Linked DNA regions of Sus scrofa: all the other regions are linked to region 2. A link is a contact called in public HiChIP or PLAC-seq data. All regions are on one chromosome and are shown on one strand. The core of a region is the stretch at or near the end of the contact, and the rest is flanking DNA. Distances in the headings are between cores, read along the strand shown.

What was found. HiChIP or PLAC-seq counts read pairs in DNA pulled down with a chosen protein or histone mark.
Region 1: a contact with region 2 is called in an H3K27ac HiChIP or PLAC-seq map of skeletal muscle, with 4 times the contacts expected there. The contact joins two enhancer-like sites. A contact is called at or near these places in 1 of 47 Hi-C or Micro-C datasets (skeletal muscle) and 1 of 2 datasets of contacts at active chromatin or transcription factors (skeletal muscle).
Region 3: an H3K27ac HiChIP or PLAC-seq map of skeletal muscle shows a contact between it and region 2. The contact joins two enhancer-like sites. A contact is called at or near these places in 1 of 47 Hi-C or Micro-C datasets (liver) and 1 of 2 datasets of contacts at active chromatin or transcription factors (skeletal muscle).

The regions. Positions count from the first base shown.
Region 1 is chr15:105,762,976-105,766,769 of Sscrofa11.1, reverse strand. All of the region lies in intron 14 of KIAA2012, which reads right to left. Among named protein-coding and RNA genes, the nearest start is that of KIAA2012, 84 kb to the right of the region's middle. Within about 2 kb of position 2,054, at least 1 of the 83 cell types and tissues checked has an H3K27ac peak or open chromatin away from gene starts, as enhancers often do. A contact at or near this core is called in skeletal muscle, where this site is marked.
Region 2 is chr15:105,597,862-105,601,869 of Sscrofa11.1, reverse strand. No RefSeq gene overlaps it. Among named protein-coding and RNA genes, the nearest start is that of FZD7, 44 kb to the left of the region's middle. Within about 2 kb of position 2,304, at least 3 of the 83 cell types and tissues checked have an H3K27ac peak or open chromatin away from gene starts, as enhancers often do. A contact at or near this core is called in skeletal muscle, where this site is marked.
Region 3 is chr15:105,741,972-105,746,115 of Sscrofa11.1, reverse strand. All of the region lies in intron 13 of KIAA2012, which reads right to left. Among named protein-coding and RNA genes, the nearest start is that of KIAA2012, 63 kb to the right of the region's middle. Within about 2 kb of position 2,220, at least 31 of the 83 cell types and tissues checked have an H3K27ac peak or open chromatin away from gene starts, as enhancers often do. A contact at or near this core is called in skeletal muscle, where this site is marked.

The DNA.
Region 1 (3,794 bases), core at 805-3,304, 170 kb before region 2:
TTTGTATTTCTCCTTTTGGAGACAAAGCAGATTTGGCATGATGCAATAAAAAAATTTCATCCCTGAATAAATGGAAAAGCTTTTAAAAACAGATTGTAGGAAAAACCTGCCTTTCTAGTAAACTCCTAAATTAAAAGACTAGAAAAGAGATAAATTTAAAAAATCTTGTTTATAAATCCTTTTAGTCTAACAGGAAATGGGGATTAAAAGGGAGAAAATAGCTTCCTCCTTTGGAAGAATTTTAATGCCCGGAAGACTAAACCTTCTGTCTTTTTTTTTTTCTTAGGGCTGCATCCACAGCATATGGAGGTTCCCAGGCTAGGGGCTGAACCTGAGCTGTAGCTCCCAGCCTACGCCACTGCCACAGCAATGGGGGATCTGAGCCGCATCTGCAATCTACACCACAGCTCGCAGCAACCAGATCCTTAACCCACTGAGTGAGGCCAGGGATTGAACCTGCATCCTCATGGATGCTAGTCAGATTGGTTTCCGCTGAGCCATAACAGGAACATTCAATCTTAACAACATGTAGCTATGAGCCTTCAGGGGCAAGGACTATTCCTCTCATTCCACAGATGGGGAGACAGAGGCAGACTCAGGGATTTGGAAAGAATCTTTTGAGGAGTCCCTGTTATAAAAAGACGTAGTCTTAATTTGAAATTCTGCCTGTTGCTTAGAAAAGTGTCAAAAAGCTATCATATATGAACATACATGTGAAAAGACATATACCTAAATCATTCCTTGCAATAGATTGGAAACAACCTACATATTCAATCAATTGGGGACATATTGCATACATTATGGTAATTCGTACAACAGAATACTATGCAATCATTAAAAAGCATCTCAACACAGAATTTCAAGATACATTGAGTAAAAAAAGTAAGACTGTGAGCAATGTGTAAGAGATGTAGAAACATGTATAAAATACTTCTCTGTCTGTGTTTCTATCTTGTATTGGCCTCTATTTGCATACTGCAACTCAGGAAGGGCACACAGAAAACTAGCAACAGTGTGGTCCAAGGGGAAGGGAACCCAGCTGCTGGGAGACATACCTTTTTATACTTAAATTTTAAAAAACTCCTGAGTATATTTTGGATTCAAAATTTGAATTAAAAAAAGTAAAACTAGGAGTTCCCATTGTGACTTAGAAGGTTAAGAACCTGACTAGTATCGATGAGGATGAGGATGTGGGCTTGAACCCTGGCCTCGATCAGTGGGTTAAAGATCTGGCGTGGCATGGATCACAGATGCAGTTCGGATCTGGTGTTGCTGTGGCTGTGGTGTAGGCAGCTGCAGGTCTGATTCGACTCCTAGCGTGGGAACTGCCGTATGCTATGGATTCGGCCCTAAAAATACCAAAAAAAAAAAAAAAAGTAAAAAGTAAAACTAAAAAAAATGCTGTCACTTTTAATATCAGTTACAAAGGCGATGACTGAAACATAGGCAATAATACTTGGTGAGCAATATACACAGAAGGACTGAAAATTCAAATCCCAGCTCTGTTATTCTGGCCAAATCATTTGCTCTTTATCTGTTCCTTCTGCTTAGGAATATTTATTATTGAGTGTCTGTCGTGTGTCAGGTACTGTGCTGGGTACTGAGGCACAAGGCCGAGAGATCTATTTGTAGAGAATCCCTGTAGAGAAATGACTAGAAATCTCACGTTGCCATGCAGTGTGATAAATCTTGTGACAGATTATGACAGGTTTCTGCAGGACCTCGCGGGAGGTGAAGCTAAATTAGGCCAGGAAGGTTTGTTTACCAGTGGACACGGTGTTAAGTCTTGCAGAGAAGGGGAGGTAGGGCAGTTCCCACAGAGGAAACCGCAGGTACTGGTTTGTGGGGGAGGCTGGCGGGGCTGCAGAGCCTGGGCCGTGTGAATCAGACACCAGCCAGATCTTGAATGTTGCAGTCTGGAATTTTTTTTTTTTAATTCATTTGTTATATTTTTCTATTTATAAAAGCAATATATTTTTGATGCCAAGATTTAACAGGAAGGCCACTGGAGACGTGGTAGGAGTGTCCAGCAACCCAGTGGTATGACCCAGCTGTATTTAGAAAGGGCACTGGCAGCAGTGCGGTATTAGAGGGCTGGGGGGGTGGGGGTGGGCGCAGAGAGTAACAAACACGTTGTAAACACAAACAGCCACACTCAAACGAGACAGAAGACATAGCTGCCCCAGCTGTCAGGGTGCAGGTCCTGGCGTCAGACTGCCTGCTGTCTGCACTGAAGCCCTGACGCCCACACCTCATGCCTTTCAGCTCGTGTGAGATACTTAACCCCTAGCCTCAGGTTCTTTGTTCGACAGAGGCTGGGCCAGGTTGCCTGAAGTTCTCATCTGTTTTTGGAGAACCTTCCACCGGTCCTGCCCTCTACTCTCACCCACAGCCCCCCATCTGAGCGTGGTACTTCTAGGCCCACAGCCGGCTTTGATAAGGAACTATCAAAGCTCCCCATAGGATGGGGGAGCAGGGGCTGCAGGAGCCAGAGTTCGGCCATGTGCCGCATGACCTATCATTGAAGCTCAGCCTCTCCATCTGTGAAATGGGAATAAAAATAAATTTGGGAAATTCCCGTCGTGGCGCAGTGGTTAACGAATCCGACTAGGAACCATGAGGTTGCGGGTTCGGTCCCTGCCCTTGCTCAGTGGGTTAACGATCCGGCGTTGTCGTGAGCTGTGGTGTAGGTCACAGACGCGGCTCGGATCCCATGTTGCTGTGGCTCTGGTGTAGGCCGGCGGCTACAGCTCCGATTGGACCCCTAGCCTGGGAACCTCCATATGCCGCGGGAGCAGCCCAAAGAAATAGCAAAAAGACAAAAATTTAAAAAAAAAAAAAAATTTGTAGGGAGTTCTTAAAAGGCTTAATAAGGAAAATACATTTGGCAATTCCATGTAGCATATCATGTAATGTAATTTCAATGCCTTCCTAATGCTTGAAGGAAATCAGTATCTCGTGAGTTTCAACTTCAAGGGTGTACAAGTTTTCTTGTGTAGTAAAAAGATCTCACACTTATTCTTTCTTTCTTTTTGGCTTTTTAGGGCTGCACCTGCGGCATATGGAGGTTCCCAGGCTAGGAGTCGAATCAGGAGCTGTAGCTTCTGGCCTATACCACAGACACAGCAACGCGGGATCTGGGCCGCGTCTGCAACCTGCACCATGGCTCACAGCAACACCAGATCCTTAACCCACTGAGTGAGGTGAGGGATCCAACCTGCATCCTTATGGAGGCTAGTCAGATTCGTTTCCCTGAGCCACCATGGGAACTCCTCATACTCATTCTTAATAAAGAAAACTGAAATCATAAGGTATCTAATGTTATTAAGATTAAAATATATTATTATTTTTTTTTTGTCTTTTTTTTTGCCTTTTCTTGAGCCACTCCTGCGGGATATGGAGGTTCCCAGGCTAGGGGTCTAATTGGAGCCGTAGCCACCGGCCTATGCCACAGCCACAGCAACGCAGGATCTGAGCCGGGTCTGCAACCTACACCACAGCTCATGGCAACGCCGGTTCCTCAACCCACTGAGCAAGGCCAGGGATCGAACCCACAACCTCATGGTTCCTAGTCAGATTCGTTAACCACTGTGCTACGACGGGAACTCCTAAAATATATTATTAAGTTTCCACTCCTCTCTCAGATTCTGAAGCCAGAACAGGTATGTACAATTAAATTTTTCTCAGGAACAGACTAGATAGACATCAATATCAGGGATTGTGGGTTTGGTGGCTTTGAATCCTAGCTCCTTCTGCTGCCAGCCACATTACCCTTCATCATCTCATCTCACCAA
Region 2 (4,008 bases), core at 1,055-3,554:
GTTGACTTATTTGTTGAGAGAATTTTTTTTAAAAAGTAGTTTTGATTCATTCATTTCAATCTATTGGCACATCCTGTTGGCTCTACCTTAAGAGGATATCCAGTTTGTAGCCACTTCTTCTTTTTTTTTTTTTTTTTTGGGCTTTTTTATTATGGCTGAACCAGGGGCATATGGAGGTTCCCAGGCTGGGGGTCCAATTGGAGCCGTAGCTGCCGGCCTCTACCACAGCCATAAAAATGAAGGATCCGAGCCACGTCTGCTACCTACACCACAGTTCACGGCACCACTGGATCCTTACTTAACCCACTGAGCGAGGCCAGGGATTGAACCTGCTCCCTCATGGATACTAGTCAGGTTTGTTAACTGCTGAGCCACAATGGGAACTCCCCAGTGTGTAGCCACTTCTTACCCTCCACTGCTTCCGCCTTGCCACCATTATCTGTCACCTGGACTTTGCCATGGTCTCCCACCTGCCATTCTTACTCCCCTGCATTTATTCCCCATAGCGTAGAATCACACTCCTGTTCAAAGCCCTCCCGTGGTTTCCTCCCTCTCTCATTATAGACCCCACGGCTTCAAAACCCAGGCTGTTCTGGCCTCTGACCCCTGTCCAAGGTCATCTCCCTTTACTCATCACTCCCTCTCTTTCTTCACTCCAGCCATTGGACCTCTTTGCTCTTCCTCAGATATACCAAGCACCTTCCTGCCTCAGGGCCTTTGCCCATGCTGTTCCTTCCTTGTGGAAGACTCTTTCTCAGATACATTTGCAGTTTCCTCCCTCACAACGTTCAAGTCTTCACTCAGACATTTCAGAGTTGCCCTCATGACCCTAAGATAGTAGCCACATTTCTCTCTACTTTACCTTATCTAATTTGTCATCATAGCACACTTTCCTATCTGATATTATGTATTTTTTCATTTACTGCTATCTTATGTTAGAAGCTTTTATCTGTGTCATTCATAATAGTGTCCCTCAAAGCCTAGATAAATGCCCGATACACAGTAGGTGCTCAGTAAATAGCTATTGAGTGAATAAATGTACTTATAAATTAACTGTTTATTGCTCCCCTTCTAATAGGTTGGGCATTAGTCTTGGATTTTTAATGTATGCAACCAAAGGTATTTTTTATTTTATTTTATTATTATTATTTTTTATATTTTATTTATTTATCTTTTCCCCACTGTACAGCATGGGGACCAAGTTACACATACATGTATACATATTTTTTCCTCCCATTGTTGTGTTGCCATGCAAGTATGTAGACATAGTTCTCAGTGCTACACAGTAGGATCTCATTGTAAATCCATTCCAGGAGCAATAGTTTGCATCTGTTAACCCTAAGCTCCCAATCTCTCCCATTCCCTCCCTCTCCCCACCACAGGGCAGCCGCAAGTATATTCTCCAAGTCTATGATTTTCTTTTCTGTGGAAACATTCATTTGTGCTGTATATCAGATTCCAGTTATAAGTGATATCATATGGTATTTGTCTTTCTCTTTCTGACTTATTTCACTCAGTATGAGAGTCTCTAGTTCCATCCATGTTGCTGCAAATGGCATTATGTTGTTCTTTTTTATGACTGAGTAGTATTCCATTGTGTATATATACCACAAAAGATATCTTTTAATTGTAGAAGGAAAAAACTCTCTGAAAACACATTTATCAAAAGATGCCAAAATCCAGAGTTCCCACCGTGGCACAGTTGAAATGAATCTGACCAGGAACCAGGAGGTTGCGGGTTCGATCCCTGGCCTTGCTCAGTGGGTTAAGGATCGGGTGTTGCTGTGAGCTGTGGTGTAGGTCACAGATGCGGCTTGGATCTGGTGTTGCTGTGGCTGTGGCTGTGACTATGCCGTAGGCTGGCGCCTACAGCTCCGATTCTACGCCTAGCCTGGGAACCTCCATATGCTGTGGGTGTGGCCCTAAAAAGGACAAAAGACAAAAAAAAGAAAGAAAGAAAGAGAGAGAGAGAAAGAAAGAAAGAAAGAAAGAAAGAAAGAAAGAAAGAAAGAAAAAAAGATGCCAAAATCCATTAAAAAATTTTTTTTTCTTTAGAAGCTGTAGTCCCAGGTCTGGCTGAGCAAGTGGCCTTATCTAATAGCTTAAGTGGTGGTTAAGTACATTTTGTGATTTGTTACTCTTAATCCTGGGGAATGGCTGCTGATTGATTATAGCCCAGCTGTGCCTGAGGTCACAGGTTCCCGCCCCACGTGACTCTGTCAGCTTTGTTCTTGCCAAGGCTCCAGATTTGTGGCTCTGGCCCTGACCAGCCTCCCCTGGCCAAAGCTGACTGTGGCTTCTAAGAAGACACTTGAGAAGACTTGGGATGAGTTTGCACAGAACCATCCCTGAGCCTGGAAACTCAGTTCACAGCCATTTCAAAGCCAGCTACTATAGCTGAAACCACACAGTCGTGGTGAAGGGCTAAGTGTGACTGCATAGAGATGAGGTTCAGGCTGGTGGCCTCATGGGGCATAGTTTGGTCTGTGAAGCCGCTTGGGTCCCAGAGGTGGCATCTGGTAAAGAAAAACTTTCTTTTACCAAATCCACATAAAGGCCAGTGGATGATCAGGCAAATTTGAGCACAAACCATAATTTTTTCTCCTTCATTTATCAAAGAAAAACAGCCTTAAGACATCCCTGAAATCTTCAAGTAGGTCTTTATCTTTATTGCCGAAATGCTTGTCCTGGTATTGCATGTGCTTCTCTATCATCCTCAAGAACTGAAGAAGCAGCACCCCCTACCTTTTTTTGGCCTTTCCCATGTCATGCATGTCCATCCCAGGCCAGGATTGAACTCATGCCACAACAGTGACCCAACCCAGAGCAGTGATAATGCCACATTCTTTAAAAAAATTTTTTTCCATTATAGTTGATTTATAGTGTTCTGTCAATTTCTGCTGTATAGCAAAGTAGCCCAGTTATACATATGTATATACATTCTTTTTCTCACATTATCCTCCATCATGTTCCATCACAAGTGATCAGATAGAGTTCCCTGTGCTATACGGCAGGATCTCATTGCTTTTCCACTCCAAATGCAATAGTCTGCATCTATTAACCCCTAATTCCCAGTTCATCCCACTCCCTCTCTCTCCCCCTTGGCAACCAGATGATGCCAAATTCTTAACCCACTGTACCACCAGGGAATTCTGCATCCCCTTTTTTTAATAGGCGGAGAAAAATGAAGCAGAGACAGTCACGTGACTCATTTGCTTATTCCTGCTTATCAGACTGATTGTCCTCATGTCCACAGAGATTTTTCGGATAAACACTGCCTTTAAATCCTTGAGCCCCACCTGGCAATACACTTCCCTGCCCTTGGCTAATGGAAGAAATCGGGAAATCTAGAAGCAAGAAAATGTAATTGGAAGGAACCTGCAAAAACTTTCTAGAACCTCTGTCTTTCCCTTGTCTTTAGAGCGATGATTCTGCTTCATGTAGAAAGAAGAAGGAAATTGATAAGAAGCACTGACTCTACCGGTGGCTGACTAACTAACCCATCACTTGGGTTGTCAATGAAGATAGCATTTCCCTGGAATTTTATCACTGGGTTTCAGGTCCTCCCCCCTCCTCCAGGGATCATTTTTCACATGTAGTTCATTTACCAGTTGTTGTAGGGAACAGGTTGCTCTGTTGAAGCTGGAGGAAAAAAAAAAAAAAAGGATCAGGCATGGTAAGGCCTCTTCTATTCTGAATCCCAGGGACTCAGGCCAGGACCCCATAGATGATGCGATCAGCATCAGACAGGAGTTGATAAATAGAAAAAAAAATTTTTTTCTTTGGTCAGATAGTTGTTTATTTTTTATTTAATTTTTAAAAATGATTTTTTATTTTTTCCGTCATAGCTGGTTTACAGTGTTTTGTCAATTTTCTACTGTACAGCAGAAAGAAATTTTATCTTATAAAAATTCAGGTTTAGGAGTTCCCGTTGTGGCATAGCGGAAATGAATCTGACTAGGAACCATGAGGTTGCAGGTTTGATCCCTGGCCTTGCTCAGTGGGTGA
Region 3 (4,144 bases), core at 971-3,470, 140 kb before region 2:
AGACTTTTCAGAAAAATAGGTGATTTGCCCCTCACCTCCTTAAAGCCTAGGATCAGAGGCATAAAATGCTGAAAAGGGGTTGTTGAATTCTTACAAGAGAATTCTGATGGCCCTATCCAATAATCTAATACAAACCTAATTAAGGTTAAATAATTTAAACAGCAGTTAAAAAAAATAATGACACTGTGGTGTTGACCCTTGTTTCACTTGCTGTATACCTGCTGTTTGCTCCTGGTCATTTTAAGCCAGCTCTCCTCATGATCCATTATTCCTCTTTACAGGGAGAATTTTGGAAAGAAAAGAAAAACAATGAAAAATGAAGCAGATAAAATAAAAACCAAAAATGTAGCCCAACATAGCCATCATTTCAAACACTATTATTTGCAGGTCTTTAAAGACACAGCAATTTTTTTGCACAGTTGAGGTCACAGTTGACATCACTTTGATTTCCACTTTTAAAATGGAATCGGTAGTTCTCAACGTGGGGTTGGGGCTGGGATGTGTGTGATTTTTGCCTTCCAGGGGACATTTGGCATGGACTGGAGACACTTTTTGACTGTCACTAGTGGCCGTGTGTGTGTGTGTGTGTGTGTGTGTGTGTGTGTGCGCGCGCGCGCGCGCGCCACGTGCGCGCTCGCGCTACTGGCATCTAGTGGGTAGAGAGTTGGGATGCTGCTTAGCATCCTACAATGCATGAGAAAGCTCCCACAACAAAGACTATCTGGCAATGGTGTTGAAGTTGAAAAACTCTGTGTTAAACCTTTTGTATTAAATCAAAGCTTCTAGGAAAAACAAACATTATTTTTTAATGCCTGAATTAAATCCCACACAATTAATTTAATAACGTCTCTGGCTGTTTCCAATTTTTTTGTATTACAGATAGTGCTGCAATGGCCACCTTCACCCATTTTTTTTTTTTTTTCTGCTCAGCTATTTCCTTAGGATAAATCCCCAGAAGTCAGAAATACTGAATCAATGGATATGAAAATTTTCCATGTTTCACAAGTCATACTGCCATTTTGATTTACAAGCGAATTGAACCAAACTACAACCCATTGGAAGTGTGTTAAGTGTATCAGTTTTACCAATACCTCAGCAGTACTGAGTGTTACCATTAAAAAAAAGGTGAGAGAAGGCACAAATCTCAAATCTCAAATAAAAATGGCACCTCCAGTTTGCCTCAATTTATTTATTTATTTATTTTTTCAGTTTGCCTCAATTTAAACTGCTACTCAGACAAAAAATTTGCTATTCAGGATGAATCTTGTTTGTTCTCTATTATTTTTGACATGAATTGTTTATGTCTCCTGCTTCTTTTTCTAACTGGTTTTCAATGTTTTCCTTTTAAAATCGCTCATAATCTTTACCGAGCATAGCTAGTCATGCTGTTGCAGTTAATGCAATTATTTTTCTTCCTTTTTTAAAAGTTTTACTTTCTCCTCACTCACGATAGATATATTAACACTCCTGCTGGAATTTTCATTTACAATTTTAATGCTCTTTTTAGGTGCTAGTAACCTCACGCAACCTTTGGCCTCTACATAGAGAGGCCCTGGGGAAGAGGAAAAGCTTCTCTAGTGATTGATGTCAGCCACCGAGCTAAGAGCAGGGCTTGGACTCTGACCGTATCCCGGGAACTAATTTCCCTTAATCAAATGAAAGACCTTAGGAGGAGCCACAAGGCAAAAAGGAAAATCTATGTGAAGGAGAATACCAAATTCTGTGAGGAGCGTGGAGGACCTGCATTCAAAAAAGGGCACCATACCTTTAGGACTTCAGAACTGGCAAAGCTCCACATGCAGCTATTAATATGCAAAAAATGCCTTCATAAATACTTGATTCTGTTCACAGTGGGGAGGCAGTTCATTTGAAAGAGGAAATGGGAGCTTGGAGTTGAAACACGTCTGCTTGTCTCCTTTTTCTTTTTTCATTTCTCTTTTCATCTCCTCGTTTCTCCTAGTAGGTTTCTTCCCCCTCTTTCCCCAACTCAACCCCCTCCTGCGACTCCTAGGACGTTGTCGCCAGTCGCTACTCATTTCTGGTTTTGGTTTTACCGCCCAGGTCCGCATTCTCCACCAGGGGTGGAGGAGGTGCCTCGGCGGCGAGTCCCACCGGTTGCCCGCCCGCGTGCCGGAGGCGGAAGACGGGATCCCTCCTGCTCGCGGCCCCGGCGCGGACCGCGGCTCGGGAAACGCACAGCCGAGGGTTTAAAAACTCCAACCAGTAGGGGGCACCAGAGGCAGCCTCCAGAACTGGGTAAATCCGGGAACCCGGTCACGTCTGCAAAGCACCCGCTGGCTTTCACTCTCACCCGCCCGTCAGAAATTGCTTTCCAAATCGAGGTATGTGACTTCTCGTGAAAGCGTGGTGATGCCAAAATAGTCCACCCTTGGTGGGGGGTAGTTGCTATTTTGGTTTTGTGTTTTCACTCGAAGCTAACACACTGATAAAAAAAAAAAAGTAAAAGTATTTTGTGACTAAACTCCTAATGTGGTCCGACCCCAGGGAAGGGAGGGAGGGGGTGAATTAGGGGGCAGTTAAAGGCCAGGCGAGCAGAAACCCCTGATGCTGATAGAGATCAATTTTGTGTGACCCCCTAGCCTGCCGCAGAGTGGAAAGGCGACAGAGGGAGGGATTCACTGAATTTGCCAGTGGCTCATCAAGGTACGTAACCGAAATCTGCTGGGCAGAAATTTGTCTCTAAATCTTTTCCAGATGATTTATAGTAAACATGAAATTAGTCATTTACATAGAGTAGGTTGAGGAAGTAGTTAAAATTGAAGTGATTAATAAAGAGCCATTAGCCTCCAAAAGTACGGGGGTGGGGGAGGCGCAGAAGACACTCCCCTCCCCTAAGGCGCCCCACCCTCATTTTCTTCGCGTTTGGGGGCTAGTGGGGCGTCCGAGACTTTTCCTCAAATAACTTTCCTTTAGTGGGGCGTCTTCTTTTTTTTCCTTTTTCCTTTGGCCGGGCCAGAGGCATGTGGCAGTTCCGCGGCTGGGGATTCCCACCCGCGCAGCGGCAAAACGCCAGCAACTGCAGTGACAACGCGGGATCCTTAACCCACTGTGCCACAGGGGGACTCACAGGGGGACTCACAGGGGGCTACTTCTAAAGGAAATAAAACTTGCTTGAACAAATCAGCTGGTTCTGGTGGGAACAGCCCCCTCCTCTCACAAAGGAGGCACAGGCAATTCTCTCTCTCTCTCTCTTTTTTTTTTTTTTTTGCTTTTTAGGGTCACACCCATGGCATATGGAGGTTCCCAGGCTAGGGGTCTAATCGGAGCTACAGCTGCTGGCCTACACCACAGCCACAGTAAGGCCAGATCCCAGCCGCATCTTTGACTTACACCACAGCTCACCACAATGTGGGATCCTTCACCCACTGAGCAAGGCCAGGGATCGAACCTGCCACCTCATGGTTCCTAGGTGGGATTCGTTTTCACTGCACCCAGATGGGAACTCCCAGGCACAGGCAATTCTCAGAGCGAGCTGGTTTGTGCAGCCTCACAGGGGAAATGAGGAGACTAGAGTTTAGGACCCTCGGTCTAGTGGTCCTGTTTTTGACTGCAAGGGTAATAATTCAGTCTAGGACTTAATTTGACATGACGGAGCCACTCTTTCATTGCAGGTGATATGAGGTCTCTTAAAATACAACCATGAGGCTGTGTGAATTTGGAGTGTTTAGGGTATAGGAGGTATTCTCAAGGCCTTTGGAGTTGTGGAATTATTGAAATATAGCACAGTGTATTTTCCTCAGTCACAGACTCTCTTGAAAAAGAAAACCTTCTAGATCCCTTAGAAAGAGTGTCTTCAAAGCAGGTATGTTAAAAAAAAAAATTGTAAATATTGCTTCTGTGGTTCCTCAGTGGCAGGAAGTGTGGGCTCTGCCATGTTTTACCTCAGGGGAGGCCTGACCCTGGCCAGGGATTCAACAGTGAGAGTTCAGGTACTTCCTCAGAACTTCTCTAGGCGCATACGGGAAAACAAAACTGCTTATAATATTATTGTTTTTTAATGAGTGTGAGGGAAGAGGAGAAAGCCAGGAAGTTGGAGATTAGGGAGACATAGAGACCATGCCTGTCCCTCCTGCACAGCCCCGCTCTGCATCCAGGCTGTGGCAGGGCAGGGAGAGCCCTGGGC